Linked DNA regions of Mus musculus: regions 1 and 3 are each linked to region 2. A link is a contact called in public promoter capture Hi-C data. All regions are on one chromosome and are shown on one strand. The core of a region is the stretch at or near the end of the contact, and the rest is flanking DNA. Distances in the headings are between cores, read along the strand shown.

Evidence for each region. Capture Hi-C pulls out chosen DNA fragments and counts their contacts.
Region 1: a promoter capture Hi-C map of liver shows a contact between it and region 2. The contact joins two enhancer-like sites. A contact is called at or near these places in 2 of 484 Hi-C or Micro-C datasets (embryonic stem cells and rod photoreceptor) and 3 of 9 other capture datasets (adipose tissue, liver and pancreatic islet).
Region 3: a contact with region 2 is called in a promoter capture Hi-C map of liver. The contact joins two enhancer-like sites. A contact is called at or near these places in 1 of 39 promoter capture datasets (the C10 cell line), 1 of 15 datasets of contacts at CTCF or cohesin (large pre-B cells), 5 of 484 Hi-C or Micro-C datasets (bone marrow-derived macrophages, embryonic fibroblasts, embryonic stem cells and 1 more), 6 of 115 datasets of contacts at active chromatin or transcription factors (embryonic basal ganglia, embryonic forebrain, embryonic stem cells and 2 more) and 4 of 9 other capture datasets (adipose tissue, embryonic stem cells, liver and 1 more).

What each region holds. Positions count from the first base shown.
Region 1 is chr6:116,070,829-116,075,880 of GRCm38.p6, forward strand. The region is part of intron 3 of Tmcc1 (transmembrane and coiled coil domains 1); the gene reads right to left. Among named protein-coding and RNA genes, the nearest start is that of Plxnd1, 78 kb to the left of the region's middle. Within about 2 kb of position 2,338, at least 96 of the 459 cell types and tissues checked have an H3K27ac peak or open chromatin away from gene starts, as enhancers often do. A contact at or near this core is called in adipose tissue, liver and rod photoreceptor, where this site is marked.
Region 2 is chr6:115,899,835-115,904,810 of GRCm38.p6, forward strand. Ift122 (intraflagellar transport 122) reads left to right here. Exons shown (of 29, transcript NM_001167763.1): 16 at 3,024-3,077. Among named protein-coding and RNA genes, the nearest start is that of Rho, 30 kb to the right of the region's middle. Within about 2 kb of position 1,902, at least 129 of the 459 cell types and tissues checked have an H3K27ac peak or open chromatin away from gene starts, as enhancers often do. A contact at or near this core is called in adipose tissue, bone marrow-derived macrophages, embryonic fibroblasts and 4 more, where this site is marked.
Region 3 is chr6:116,106,551-116,110,947 of GRCm38.p6, forward strand. The region is part of intron 3 of Tmcc1 (transmembrane and coiled coil domains 1); the gene reads right to left. Among named protein-coding and RNA genes, the nearest start is that of Tmcc1, 85 kb to the right of the region's middle. Within about 2 kb of position 1,366, at least 268 of the 459 cell types and tissues checked have an H3K27ac peak or open chromatin away from gene starts, as enhancers often do. A contact at or near this core is called in adipose tissue, bone marrow-derived macrophages, embryonic fibroblasts and 3 more, where this site is marked.

The DNA.
Region 1 (5,052 bases), core at 1,088-3,587, 170 kb after region 2:
TTACTAGATATAAAACTTAGGTTTAAAGTACACTGTACTTTAAACTTTAAAATATACTTAAGTACAGCGATTGTATGTGGCTAACTTGTTCTAAGTTGCCACAATAAATATTTGAGCATCTGTAGAAAAAGCTCATTTGATACAGTCAAGGAATTGTCTAAAATGTCTGTATTATACATGTGGCTTTAACAATAATACCTAAAGGTGTGGCCATTGCAGGGTTACTGAGAAAGGAAATGGGCAGAAATCTTTAGAATGGACCGACCTCTGGAGACATTGACTACTAGAGTTCCCCTTTCTTCAAATTCCACACTGGTTTCCTACAGTCAGCTACACTTTCATTTTGTGAATTTTTTCTCCGAATTGTTAATTCTGTAGTGTAGAAAGGAATTCAGATCTCAGTTTACAGCCTCTAGATGTCTTTAGTCCTGTCAGGAAGCTGAGATGCTGGAAGCAGGTATCTCATTGCTGAATATTTACATTTTTGTTTCAATGAGATCACTTTAGTGACCAGAGTAGATTATTAGGTTGAGTAAGAGACATGATAGTGAACTAAGGATATAGTCTAATCTAAGAAACTCAGGTACATTATGTTTCAGAAAATTGTGTGTATGTAGGGGATACTGAGAACTGGACCTAGGGCTTCTGCATGCAATGCAAGTATCTATAACTGAGCTAAATTCTGTTAGGTCACCCCAGGTCTAGAAAGATCTCTACATTAGGAGTTAATGGAAGTACTAGGTAAAGGCAACTGAAGTGTTTCAATTCTGTCTCATGTCTCTGCCCCACATTGGCACTGATGGCGTATAAGATGCAACTGATGGTGTCTCCCTCTCTCTTAAGGCACTTCTATGAATACTTTCCTTCATATCACCCAGCTCATCCTGCACTACCATTCTTTTTTTCTTTCTTACAGATTTATAATTTTTAATTATGTGTTTGTAAATAAGAGTCCCAACTTCCACCGTGGCCAGAGGTGCCAGGTTCTCCAGTTCTGGAGTTACAGGCAGTTGAGATTCACTTGCTGTAAGTGCTCAGAACCAAACTTGGGTCCTTTGGAAGAGTAAGCACTCTTACTACTGTGCCATCTCTCCCGCTCATGTATTAGCATTCTTAATAAAACACTGATAAACAAACTGACCTTTTATAACTTCAGAACAAACACAAGATCTGCCAAGGTTTTAGGATTCAAGAATTAGAACAAACAGAAAAAGAGAGTACAGATCACAGGCACAAATCTGCTAATAAAGCCAGCATTTAAAGTATCAAACTCCAGAGTAAAAAATCTGTTTGGAGCTTAAGTCCAACTGCTCACCAGCAAACAGTATTAATTTTAGACTGTGTGTGTGTGTCCCTCTAAAGAACTGGTTTTGCTTTAAAAAAAAAAATCATGTTCTATAAAGTATTATGTAGTGTTTATAAAATCGACCCATAGTAAATTCAATCTAATGGCCTAGTTTCTATTCAGAACTAAATATGAAATGTGAACATAGGGGGATGTTGCATAAAGCTGGATCATCTTCCTGTTTAGTTCATTACACAGTCCTGTGGTGTTGATCAAAAGATGAAAATTAACAGAGGTGTACATAATTCATAATTCAGGAAACCATTGTGTCACAGGAAAAGCTCTGAAAACAAGTAGCTCAGTGATAAGAATCCTTTTATTAAAAGAAGAACGTGAGAAATATTTCAAACTGGCTTTAACTCAAATTCCTATTTGTTATGCATGCCTGGCATCTTCACATTTAACCCAAGCCTTTCCCAATCCGTCAAGGCAAATGAAACTCTTTTGTTCACTGAAGGGAATGCTTATTTTCTGGTAACTTTTTACCCTGAAACACCCCAAACAACGTCTATTCGGCATGGAAACAGGCTCCCATACCCGAGTGTTGGATACTTTAGTATGATCCAATCATGACTTACATAGCCACACAAACCCCCTCGCACTCAGTCCGAATAGCTATGAGTGAAACAAACAGAAAACATAACAGGATTCTCTATTATCTCAAATTCACTGTCTAAAAATAGCACATGCCCTGGCTGAGCTTTGCTGTTGAGAAGTGCTAAGTTCTAGCAGCTCGGTCAGTTTCCTGTGTCCGCAACCAGCCCCCCACTTAAAGCTGTATAACTACAGTAATGAGGAGATTTATAAAGAGACAGATACACACACATATACAACATACGGTTTCCGAGGACAGTGACGGTTCCATGCTTGTAAGGAAGGAGGAAGAATATGCCGAGTAACCCCTGGGTTTCTCCCAGGTTTGAACATGCTGTACTGTGGCATGAGGTCAGCAGACTGACTCTAGCCCTGTGAGGCTGAATTCTACCCTGACAAAGCAGTATCACTGCAATATGAAGCAAGAGTACCCAGGGCATGTTGGCAGCTATACAGAATGGCTGTTCTAGAAAGTAATGGCAACTCCAAAACAAGAGCTCCATGCTGTCACATGAGATTATCTCCAGTCCAATTAAGCAATGACATAAAAAACACCTTCAACACCGATCATAAACAGCTCACACTAGTAAAAGATAGGAAAAAAGTTCTCTTTAAAAAGGAAGTGAGGAATCTGAAGAAGCCATTGATTCATTCAACTGATATCACAAACATCCTGAATCTGACTGGACAGGAGGTTGGAAGCCTCCTGTTTCTAGACCCTGTGACCTACCTGAGGAGTTTCAAACCCTCTCTGCCATTTTAATACAGAGCAGGTTGAACATTCAGAAAATATGCCTTTGGTAATGGGGACACACACATACACACACACACACACACACACACACACACACACACACACACACAGTGGGACTGAAGGTATGCCTAATAACTTCACTTTTCACATCTGCCCAACTTCACATATACCATTTCTTAGTTCACCAAAAATGTTATGTGAGTGTGTGGGTGAAGCTATGGCTTAGCTGGGAGAGTGCTCACCTAGAACTCACATGACTCTGGGATCAGTCCCAGCACAGTATAAATAGGCATAGCGGTGTAACCCTCTAATCCCAACGCTGGAGCGGAGGCAAGAGGATCAGAAATTCAAGGTCATCCCTTGGCTACATATGGAATTTTAGATCAGCCTCGTGTACATGAGAATGTCTCAAACAAAAAACTTATCTACTTTATTTTTGGTGAGTCTATGGAGACTATGAATACAGGGTTCCTCCTGGTTCCTCCTGGTTCCTTTCACAATCTTGCTATATCATGGGAAGTGTGGTGACAGCCCATTTCTTTTTGGACATTAGAAATTTATGCATACGTGTGTGTGTGTGTGTGTGTGTGTGTGTGTGTGTGTGTGTGTGTGTAGGTTAGAGGTCAATGTGTAGGTTAGAGGTCAATGACATTGGTTACCTTCCTCAAATGTTCTCCACCTTTTAGTGTCTTTCACCAAACTGGGAACTCACAGATTTAAGTTAGATTGGCTGACCAGCAAACACCAGGAATCCTTGTCTCTTCCCCCCTAGCACTGAGGTTACAAATGTGCCACTGCCCTGGTTTTTATATGGGTTCTGGACATCCTTGAGCTTGTTCTCGGGAAGGGTTTACAGACTGAGCCATGTCCTTAGCCCTGCATCTACCTTATTATTATTATGTTTTAAATACAGGGTCTTATCATGTAGCCCTGGTTATCCTGGAACTCACTATATAAACCAGGCTAGCCTTGAACTCACAGCAATTCACTCCATCTGCCTCTCAAATGTTGGGATTGAAGGGGTTCACTGCCATGTCTGGTTTTCTACCTAATTTTGACACGACTTATGATTTTTAAGGTCAATTTATCCCCTAATTTGTTTTACTTGAAGAATAGATTTTAAATCACTTTTAAAACTTTTAGTGTTGTGACCCATGACAGGCAGGGCCCATCTGGATGAACGTTTTACAGACATTCAAAGTAGCACATATTCTGTTGTTTCACACGTTCTAAAATCTAGTGCAGAGCAGATGCTCAGCTCTTCTGGATCTTTCTTTCCTTCCTGCCTACTGGGTTCTATAAATCACTAAGACCAGTCATCTGTGTTATTAATCTGTGGAATGATTGGCTTTCTTTCATAGTTCTACAGCTCTGGTATTGTTAAGACATTTGGTGTTAATGTCAGTGTTATCTTGGTCTTTTTCTTACTCCTTGTGAACTGGTGACTTTATTACTATTTCATATGTCTGTCCACTTTGTACTGTGTTCTAGATACTGAGATTACTGTTGTAAAAATCCAGGCAATGATAAGTACATATAAAGAATAACACTGTTATCTCAGTGGAGACAACCCAGCTGTCCTCAGTTTAGATTTTCCAGCCAGCCTTCTGTAGACTATGTTCCAACCTGAACTAAGTGTCAAAGTCTTTGCAATGTTAAGCAGATTTGCTCCACTTGTGCACCAAGCCCTATCACTAGTCTGGTACCTAGCCATGGTCTAAGCCACACTTTGCTTCTCAAAGCCTGTTTGGGGCCAAATTGTGCATGAATAGCATGAATGTGGGCACATAGGCAAGTTGAATGGTTAGTGAAAACATTTAAGGAGTTACTTTCCAACTCCCGTAAATGTACTCTCCTCACTACTTTCTGGGCAAATGGGGTCCTCCTTATCCAGTCAGAAGGTTGAGAACACCCTTCTCTCAGCCACATAATTTCTAAAGAGTGACTGTTTGGAGGCAAGCAGCTCAGTGGAGAAAGCAAACAGGGTTCATTTCAACCTCTTGGGACCCCTTTCCACTGATCAGAGAGAATGGTTTCCACCCCCAGATTCCTGCTATACTTCAGTCTATCGTTACTATAGAACTGTTTGAGTTTTTTAGCATGAGAGGAAAGAAACAGAAAAAAGAAAAACAAGGCCTTTCTGTGCTTTTTTCTGAGTATTATACTGCTTTTTCCATTTCCTTCAGTTTGAACTCAGGGCTTTTCTTGGGATTTTCTCTACTCACAGTGAGGTCCAATTATGGGTTGTGGAAAAATCTTGAAGATATGGAAGGACAATAAATAAAGTCCTAATTCTGTAAAAAATTACCCTCCCCCATCAAAGGTGGCCTGCCTACTAAGGACTAATAATCCCTCCACC
Region 2 (4,976 bases), core at 652-3,151:
AAGCAGATAATGCCAGTAAAACATCTGGTTGATTCTGGCTGCCAGTCTTGGTAGTAATCATTTATGTAAAGAACCTAGATAAAGCCTGCTCATGGCAGCCATTTATTAATGAGGTAGCTCAGGCTGGCTTAAGCGCCAGCCATTTATCACACCACCATTGTTCTTAGCACTGGCTTAGTGCAGAGGAGATGGTCAGGCTCTCTGATTCCCACAGCAGTGTGGCAGTGTCCCCATACCCTCTTGACATGATTCACAGTGCTACTTTTAGTTTAGCCAAAAAAAGCTAAGGAAATGGTCAAAAATATTTAACCTTTCCTAGACTTATGAGTGCCCATCTGATAGATCAAGGGAGAAGAGTGAATGGCTTCCAGCCTCTCCTGTCCTCTTTCCCTGCTTTCTCTCCCATAGCCAAGTGGAGAGTCTCCTCTTGCCCAGGCTACTGATACTGAAGTACCTGCAGACATATGTGGTACCTGCCTCTTGTTAACAACAGAGCACACTTCAGAGCTGGGCTTTTTCCCAGCCTGTTCTCTCAGCCTGACTTCTCTATCCCTGCTTCTAAAATGCATAGCACTCTTCCTCTATTCTGTACTCACCTTGAGGCCTCCCCAGGCCTGGTAAAGGAGTTTGGAATAGCTGTGCAAATGCCAACCATATCACACAGAGTTGGAGGTGTCGCTGCTCAGTGGTAGAGCACTGGCTAGCATGCACAAGGCCCTGTCTCAATACACAGTGCATGAAGAAAAGTCAAGCTACCCAATAATTACCTACATATTTTTAGATCAGATAAGCATTGGGAAGTATTAGACTAGGGCTTTAGGAATTCAGGAGGGGGGAAGTTCCTTCTCCTGCCCCACCTAGAAATGCAAGCCTGTAAAGAATACCAATAGGTTTTCAGGGTGTCTTCGGGCTATAGCTAGAAATAAAGTTATATTCTCTAGTCAGTTACCCTTCACATCTAGAGCCTAAGAGCCAGCTCGTATTATTACTGCCCTGCTATAGAGCATGCGGCCAGATAAAGGGAACTGGAGCTGGGATATATCCTTCTCTTCATTTCATACCCCACCTCGCATCCCAGAACACTCAAGAATAGACACGAGCATATCAGATCGCTGGGTTCTTTGTTAAAATGGTATTTCTTTAGTCATTTTACTTGACAAATGAAAATTGTGTGTATATTTCTTGTGGGTAGCATGATATTTTGAAAAGTCGTAGAGCTTTGAGCATAGACTTTGACTGATGTTTTGTTTTAATCCTGAATCCTTGGCTTTTCTCTCCCCTGGGTGTCAGTCGGTTTTTCAGGACTCAGACTTGTGGAAGGAGGGGCCTGGCCTAGAAGGGTGCTCCCACTAGATGGCACAGGAGAGCTGCTTAGCTGCCAGCTCATCTGTTCCCTGCTCCCCACTTCCCTCTGTGGAAGTTACTCACAGTCTTGTGACTGACCACTCCGAATAGCACCCTGACTCTGCGGTATATCAAGGCTGAAGGATGCTAGTGACAGACTTATCAAATTCAGAAATCCAGTGCTCAGAACCAGACAGGCCCTTGAAGAGGTGTCACTTGCTTGCCTGACCACAAAGAAGGCTGCTGGATCCCATCCATAGGAAGGAAATAGCTCAAGGTCCTGTTGGGCTGAGACCAGAGTCTTTTTTTCCTACTCTGCCCATTACCAGGGACCTGCATCCATACATGGTTTAAAAAACACAAATCAGAAGGGCAGATTTTACTTTTGTCCACACTGCCTGACTGACCAGTTCCTCGCGGATACTGGGTACTGTGCAATGTGCTCGTCACCCCAGCTCTTCAGCAGAAATTCAAGGCCAGCCTAGGTAACATAGTCAGTCCCTGTTTCAGAAAGAAAGCCACTTGCCAGGCCTCTCCTGGGCAGTGCTTGCCTAATCCTGCCGTCTGCCACTGCTCATGCTCAGACAGGAAGAGTCGTCCCTAGGGAATCTGCCTCGTACTTGTGCGGTTGGCTCAGGGAGATTTAGCTCTCTGTTTAATTGGCCAAACTTCCCATTTCCAATGTGAACCCATGAACTAGGGAAGGGGACAGAGGCCAAGTGAAATTCCTGTGTCCCCGGCCTTTGAATAGATCCTGGCCCTGTAGAGTAGAAAGATGAAATCACCCTGTGGCCATCTGTGAGGCAGCCGGAAACGGGATGACATGATCATTTTCCCCCATTCTTCTAGCATAGAGGGTGCCTAGCAGTGGCCAAGGGCAGTTGTGCATCCTAAACCATGATGGCTCAGAAGCTGCTGCTCTGGGCATGTGTCAGTCCATTCCACATGGACAACACAGAAAGCACAGCTGGGTATAGATGTTGCCATCAGAGCACACAGAGGTTCAGTTCCCTTAAGTCTCTCATGGTACCCGAGAGCAGCAAAAAGCATTTCACTGGCACCAGTCTGCCGGACCCTCACAACCTTCTAGAAATCCATACATCAGAAGTTTGTACCCCTACTGGAGTGCAAGCAGGGGATGCGCATTCAGGATTAACATGCAAGTCTACTTTCTAGAGACCAGGAGATTATCCCCTACCGTCCTCTTTCAGAACTGCTCTTTCCCGAGCCTTTTCCTCCTCTCCCTGTGTGCCCTGTGAGTGAGCAGAGCTGTCTACTGCTTCCCATCCAAATCACAGGGAGAAGCGTGCAGGCTCTTGTCTCTGTGTCTTGCCTGCTCTGCAGATGCCATTGACTGGAATCAGCACGGCTTGCCTTTCCCTTATGAGCAGTATCTGGCAAGGGGTTCCACTGTAGACTGTAGGATCATAGTTCTGTTTTACTTAATCCCAAAATGATTGATGCTCCCAGGACTTCTTTACAGTTCTTTGTAAGGACTAATCCTTGAGATGAAGGCAGGATGAGCCTCTCTGGGTGGCACACCTCCCAAGCACACAATGATGACTCGAGCTTCCCTCCTCTGCTTGCTGGCTCTCTTTCTAGAGCTTGGTGTATCCCACCCCCATCAGCCTGTGGAGAACAAGAAGGCAGCTGACTCTATTCTTATTCCTTTCCCATAGGCCTTCACCAGAGTCCAGGACCTTCGATACCTAGAACTGATCAGCAGTATTGAGGTAACTGATGAAAGCATTTTCTGTCACAGGATGCAATGGCCTGTAATACTGAGGACACGAGGACAAAGGCCCTGTAGTCTGTTCTGGGGATAGAGTGGCCCAAGAGGCAACACCCGATTAACCACTTGGTAGTTGAATAAGGCGGAAGGTTTGGGTCTCTCTAAGCTCTGGTTCCTTGTCCTAAGATGGGATCTATACGCTAGGCAACAGTGATACTCACCTTTCATTCAAGCACTCAGGAGGCAGAGGCAGGTGGATCTCTGAGTTCAAGGCCAGCCTGGTCTACAGAGTGAGTTCCAGGACAGCCAGGCTACACAGAGAAACCTTGTCTCAAAAATCCAAGATGGGGGTCTATCCTGTGGTACTGCTGTAAGACAGTCAGACTCTTAGAACCTGGTATACCCCTCTGGAATGAGTAGCTGTTGCCATCCTCCTGACAGTGAATAAAGCATTTCCCAAATGTTCCCAGCATGGCCTACTAAGGCATCCTCCTGCCCAGAAGGCCTGCGGTAGGCTAAAGAATCTGGTCTGACTGCACCATTTATGGGTGATGGAAGACACTATTTTTAATTTCTGTGTATCTCGGTGCTGTCTGACTGTCTGTAAAAAAGGCATACATATTTCTTTCTCTTGAACAGATTTATTGTGAGGCTAAGGGAATGTGAGACACATTGGAGCTCCCAGATGGAAGCAGTGAAGAAATTGCAAATGTCTTGCCCCTCTAACTCAGTTTAGCAGAGTAAACGCTTATCGTGGGCCTCAGCCCTGTGTGGGGTGGGGGAGGAGAGGGGGTAGCAAGCGGAGCTGAGCTAGGGCAGACTACAATATGGTAGCTATTGTTCATTGAGTCTGTTCATGTGCAACCAAAGTATGAGCGACACATACAAGGTCCTTAGTGTGGTGAGCCAGGTGGTGGTGTCAGCCCTGTCCAGTGGGGGAGAGAGGAGAGGCAGGAGAGGATAGGCTGCATCTTCATGTTCAAAACCCCAGGGGAACTCAGACGCTTCCCTTGCTCTCCCTAAGCTTTGGCACGTTTGCCCTGTGAGCCCTCCCTGTCCCTTCTCCCCACACAGGTGGGCAAGGGCTGCTTGGCTGTCATTGCCTCATGCTGCTGGCTCTCAGGGACGATGCTCACCAGGGCTTGGTGTTAGCCATTGAGGTCTTCATCCAGATTTACAGAACATCACTTTTCCCTGCACAGAAGTAACTGGCCAGAGAGGACACTGACTTCCCATTTGTATGTCTTAGTTCAAAAGGTCCACTTTTGCTTATGATCTGTGAGCTGAGAATTGTGCTTAAGGAACTGTCTCTGAGGACAAGCAGAGAACACTCAATTGATCTCTTATGACTGTCCTGAGGCCTCAGCTTCTGGATTCTGGGGAGCCAGCATTAACCAGGGAGCTGTGTGCCTCAGTGGGTTCCTGTTGCATACCTGGGATGATAGCATCCTGGTGGCAGAATAATCCTTCCATATTGACAGTCCTTTACAAACATGCGCTTCTGTGGCCCACATTCCCCACAACTGACACCTATCTCACTACAAAAGTTCAGTTCACTCACAAGTTTTAGATGTCAGCTTATTTGGTTGATTAGCCTGCACTATGTGAAGGTTTAAAAATGATTCCTGTCACTGCTGAGGCATGTTGTCTCCAGCTGCGGAAACTTGTACCAGCTTGTCGAGAAGTTTGATTCCATGTCTCATCCCCCTCCAGTGTGATGTACTTGATAGGAAACAAGCAAACGGCAACTGCTGGGGCTGAGGGGCTGAGTGCTGGCAAGTGTTTACAAATACTGGAGCTTTAGACTAACACAGGCGGAAGGTGTGGGGAGGCTCCAGTGTGCATGCGCTTGCATGTACACACGTATGTGCACACCAGGTGTGTGTTAGGAACTCTGCGT
Region 3 (4,397 bases), core at 116-2,615, 210 kb after region 2:
AAGCCTATGAAGAACACAATGGTTTCTGAAATAAAGTTCACCTCTTACCTTCTCTTTCCACACAGCCTCTGCATTAACTAAGGATAGAGCTAAAACTACATACGGGCCCGCACCCACGAGAGCCCACCGATAAAAACTACCTTTTCTTAAAGGGCACTACACTTTTTTATTTTATATTTGAAAGTGTTCCGTGAAACTGACTTTTTAGAACTCTCTAAAGAGCTGCTCCACCAGCTTCCCTGGAAGGCTTCCTACACACTCTACTAGGTATCTAAGTCTCTACACAACCCCTCACCTTTAAGATTTTCCTGTGGCTTTTGGCTTCTTCAACTGTTTTGTGCTTTTTTTTTTTTTTTTTTTTTTTTTTGAGTTTAGTGAAATTTGTATGAAAGTCCTGATTCCACAGAGCAGGCAGGCTTTCTTCTGTTGATTTACAAGCTATTATTTTGCTAATTAAATATATACATCTGACCTACAATTACTACCTACCCACATTCTTCTGAAACTGTCAGGGGTAAATATGACAAGTTGGTCCAGATTTGAAGATGACAGCTACAGTTTTAGGGGCATACAGCCTGGGGCTGGCAGTGCAGGCAACCTTCAGCTTTGTGTCCATCAGATCAAAGAACAAAAGGCAGAGCTTCCTCCCCAGACCTTCCTTAGCACCAGAGAAAGGCAGGCTTGACATAAAAGTCCCATCAAAAAAGGAAACCCTGCAGAAGCCAGAGTTCCCAGTAAGACACACCAGAAAACTGACCCACCTTGGAGAGCTGCCGCCTGAGGCTAAAGCGCTGGACCATGGTCGTGAGGATCTCCTAACAAAGCGATCTACCCAGAAAGGGTGTCTTTTTCTTCTTTTATTAAAACACAGCTTCTTGGGGGAAGTCACTGGCGGCACATTTGAAGGCTGACAGAGTTCGATGCATTCCCCAGGAGTCTCAGCAAACTTGGAAGCACTTCATTGTTCTGCGGAGACAGCACAGCCTAGGAGCGGCAGGCGGGGCGGATCCCAGCCCAGTGCCAGGCTCTCCCCGCACTTCCTGTGTCAGCTGGAGGGTCCAGCCGTAAGGACCACCCCTTCCCCTCCCGCCAACCTTCAGGCAGGGTGCCGGGTACCACCTGAGCCTCCGGTCTTTGCTCTTGAGGCGGAGGCTAGAGGTGGGTGGCACCTGCCGGTATGGCAGCATCTGCTGCCCGGTTCGAGAGTCAGAGCCCGGCCTCCACCCAGGTAATCCCTGAGAATAGAAGGGGATGGTGGCGAGGGGGAAAAAGGAGGTGGGAGCGCCAGCCGCCACCAGCTCCAGCTCCAAACGGAAACTCCTCCCAGCTGACTCGCAGCTGTGCGGCTTTGTCTAGTATAATTGGCCGAGCCTTTCCTCTTATTCACCGAAAGGCTCCAGTGGGAAGGAATGTCAGGTGCAGGGAGCATACTTGGACGGTGACTACAACTCCGGGCTCAAGTTAAAGGGTAAGGCGGCCTCCAGAGGTGAATGCCTCTCTTGTTGGAACAAAGTATTTTAAAAAACTGGCGCACAAATCAAATAGACCAGCTTAGAGTGCATCTATTCAAATAAAGGGAAACGGAAAGTGACAACCTCAGGGGAGATCCAAAGATCGCTGGCCACTCTTCTTCCTCTAAATGAGCCAGCCTCTTCTTCCAAATGAGGACAGAACTTGGTATCCACGGGTTTAGTGCCTACAGTGCTCTCTATTTCTGTGTGCAGGACTAGGACCTGTACTAGGTTTGTGGCTTTGGTAGGTGTAAACTCCAGATGTACAATCAGAAGTCACATCTACTGTCCCACTGACTTCTCAAAACATCCCTTTCAAGTTTGTGCTAGAGGACTTTTCAGACAAATTAGGAACCTTCTCTAAAACCTCAATATAATTATTATATGTTATTATATTCTTCAGTCAAGAAAAGTGGAAAAATTAATTTGAAAACAAAATCAAGTTTCTTGCAAGGCTATTCTTAATTACTCCAGTTCCCTGCACTGGCTTCCAATTACTTACAAATAGAATGCAAGATGCTCTCATCTCATTCTACAGAGACATAGTATCTTTGACATCACTGACAAGTTACACCAAATTTAAACCAAGGCAGGCTCCAAAAACATAAATCTTGCCTCTTAAAAGTCATAAATACAAAAGGGTTTTCCTGCTTAAAAAAATAATATAAGTTTCAAAGCTTAAAAGTAACAACTTAGAGCAACTATGACTAATAGTGGAAAATGGCCCATATTTATGATGTAGAGTATGCAAAATAACCTGAATCTGAAACAAACAGATTAAAACAGTGGTTCTCAACCTGTGGGTCATGACCCCTTTGGGGATTGTGAGACCCTTTCACGGGGTCACATATCAAATATCCTGAATATCAGATATTTATTACATCATGATTTATAACAATAGTGAAATTACAGTTATTAAGTAGCAATGAAAATTATGCTTGGGGGGTCACCATAATATGAGAAATTGTATTAAAGGGGTAGAGCAGCATTAGCAAGGTTGAGGCATACTGGATTAAAATAATTTCAAAGTGCAAAGTTAGTTGGCTTAGAGTGAACTTCTGCAGAAATTGCTTTTTCTTCTCACAGAAAATGAAATAGTCTCTGGAGCTGAACTTGGTGACCCATCACCTCTAATCCCAGCACACTCAGGAGATGGAACAGAGAGGATCATGAGCTAAAGTCAATTTGGACTGTACAGTGAGATCCTGTCACCAAGGAAAAGGAAAAAATAGTCTGCTTGGAAAGAGGTGTGTGTGTGTGTGTGTGTGTGTGTGTGTGTGAGAGAGAGAGAGAGAGAGAGAAAGAGAGAGAGAGAGAGAGAGAGAGAACGAACATGTGTGTCAGGAAACATGGTGATCTAAAACCAAGCCCATATTACAGTTTTAAGATTCTTTCTATTCAAAAATAGAAATGGAACCAGGTAAAAAAAAAATGTCAAAAGACAACAGACAGTACACATTAGGTATCAATCATGAACAGAGGAGGGGAGGAGACTAGAGATTAAGTTCACTGTTAAAGCATCCAGCACTGGGTAGCACTGGGTAAATAAAAAGGGAGAGAATAAGAATCTTAATTGAACTGAAAGGAATGTAAATGCTTAATGTTCCAAAATATAAGACTTAGGGTTAAAAAGATCAAACTTGATTGCCTTTCTTGTGGAAACTCATTTGTTTGCCTAGTAAAATAAAGCCTAATTGCTTTGATGCAACTAATTATGTTAAAATATCATTATGAATGAATGTGAAACCTAGTCCTTAGTTTAAAAAGTAAAATCTTAACTACCTGAGCCACTAGGGAAAAAAAAAAAATCTCCAAATCTGGCTTATTTTGTTCTGGTTTGTTTTGGTTTTGTTCTTGTTTTTTTTGTTTTTTTGTTTTTGTTTTTGGATGAATAGACTATAACAAAGGTAACAAAATAACATCAAGAGAGACACAAAAGACCACAGCTTTATAGTCAATCTCAATCTCTCTCTCTCTCTCTCTCTCTCTCTCTCTCTCATATTCTAGTACTCAATTAACAATGCCCTTCTTTTTGTAGATTGTGAAAAAAAATCGGCAACACTTAACTATTTCTGTGGAAAAAGAGAAGAGTCCTCCATAGGATCACTAGAGCCCCACACCCTTTGTGAACTAGTTAAAGGGATGAACTCAGTTCCTGGAGCAAAAGGTGATGACTATGTTAATGACCATCACAGTATGTAAATACATTCCAAATGGTTCAGATATCTGGAAAAACACAGACTCCATAACTAGATTATAGCCCATCAGGAGTAAAGAAGATGAGTATCAGTCATTTAGCAATTTTGTTTTCTGCTTGTCTTTGAAATTTCTGCCCCAACTCTCAATATTTTTCTCTTACTTGTCAAATAATCTACTTCTAAAGCTGGCAATAGTCTTTGTGTATATCCTCAGTTTGGCTAAAAAAAACTTGTAGATTTTTATTACTTTGTAGAAAAAAAACGGATTCCTTTTGAATCACACTTAAACACCACCCTTATAAAGGCAACATGTAGCTTTAGTTGTTTTTCTATTCACGTGTAAATATATATCAAGAAACAAAGAAAGTAGATGGGCATAGCATATGCTTTAATCCCAGAACTTGGAGAGGCAGGGCACATAGATCCTAGTGAGTTTAAGGCCACTCTGCTCTCCCCAGTAAGCTCAGGAACAGTTTGAGAACTTGAACTTCCACATTCTACGTTACAGGGGAGTTATCTAAGCCGGACACACCTAACGTACTTTAGCTATGTACTTTACCACTTTGGTGTCCTGTCTTAGAGTTCTGTGAAACAAATTGTATTCTTCCAACTCCACTGCAGATTTTAACCAGCCTTTTGTGAAAATCTAGTAGAACTAACTGCAGAGCCAATTATCAATCAATCAATC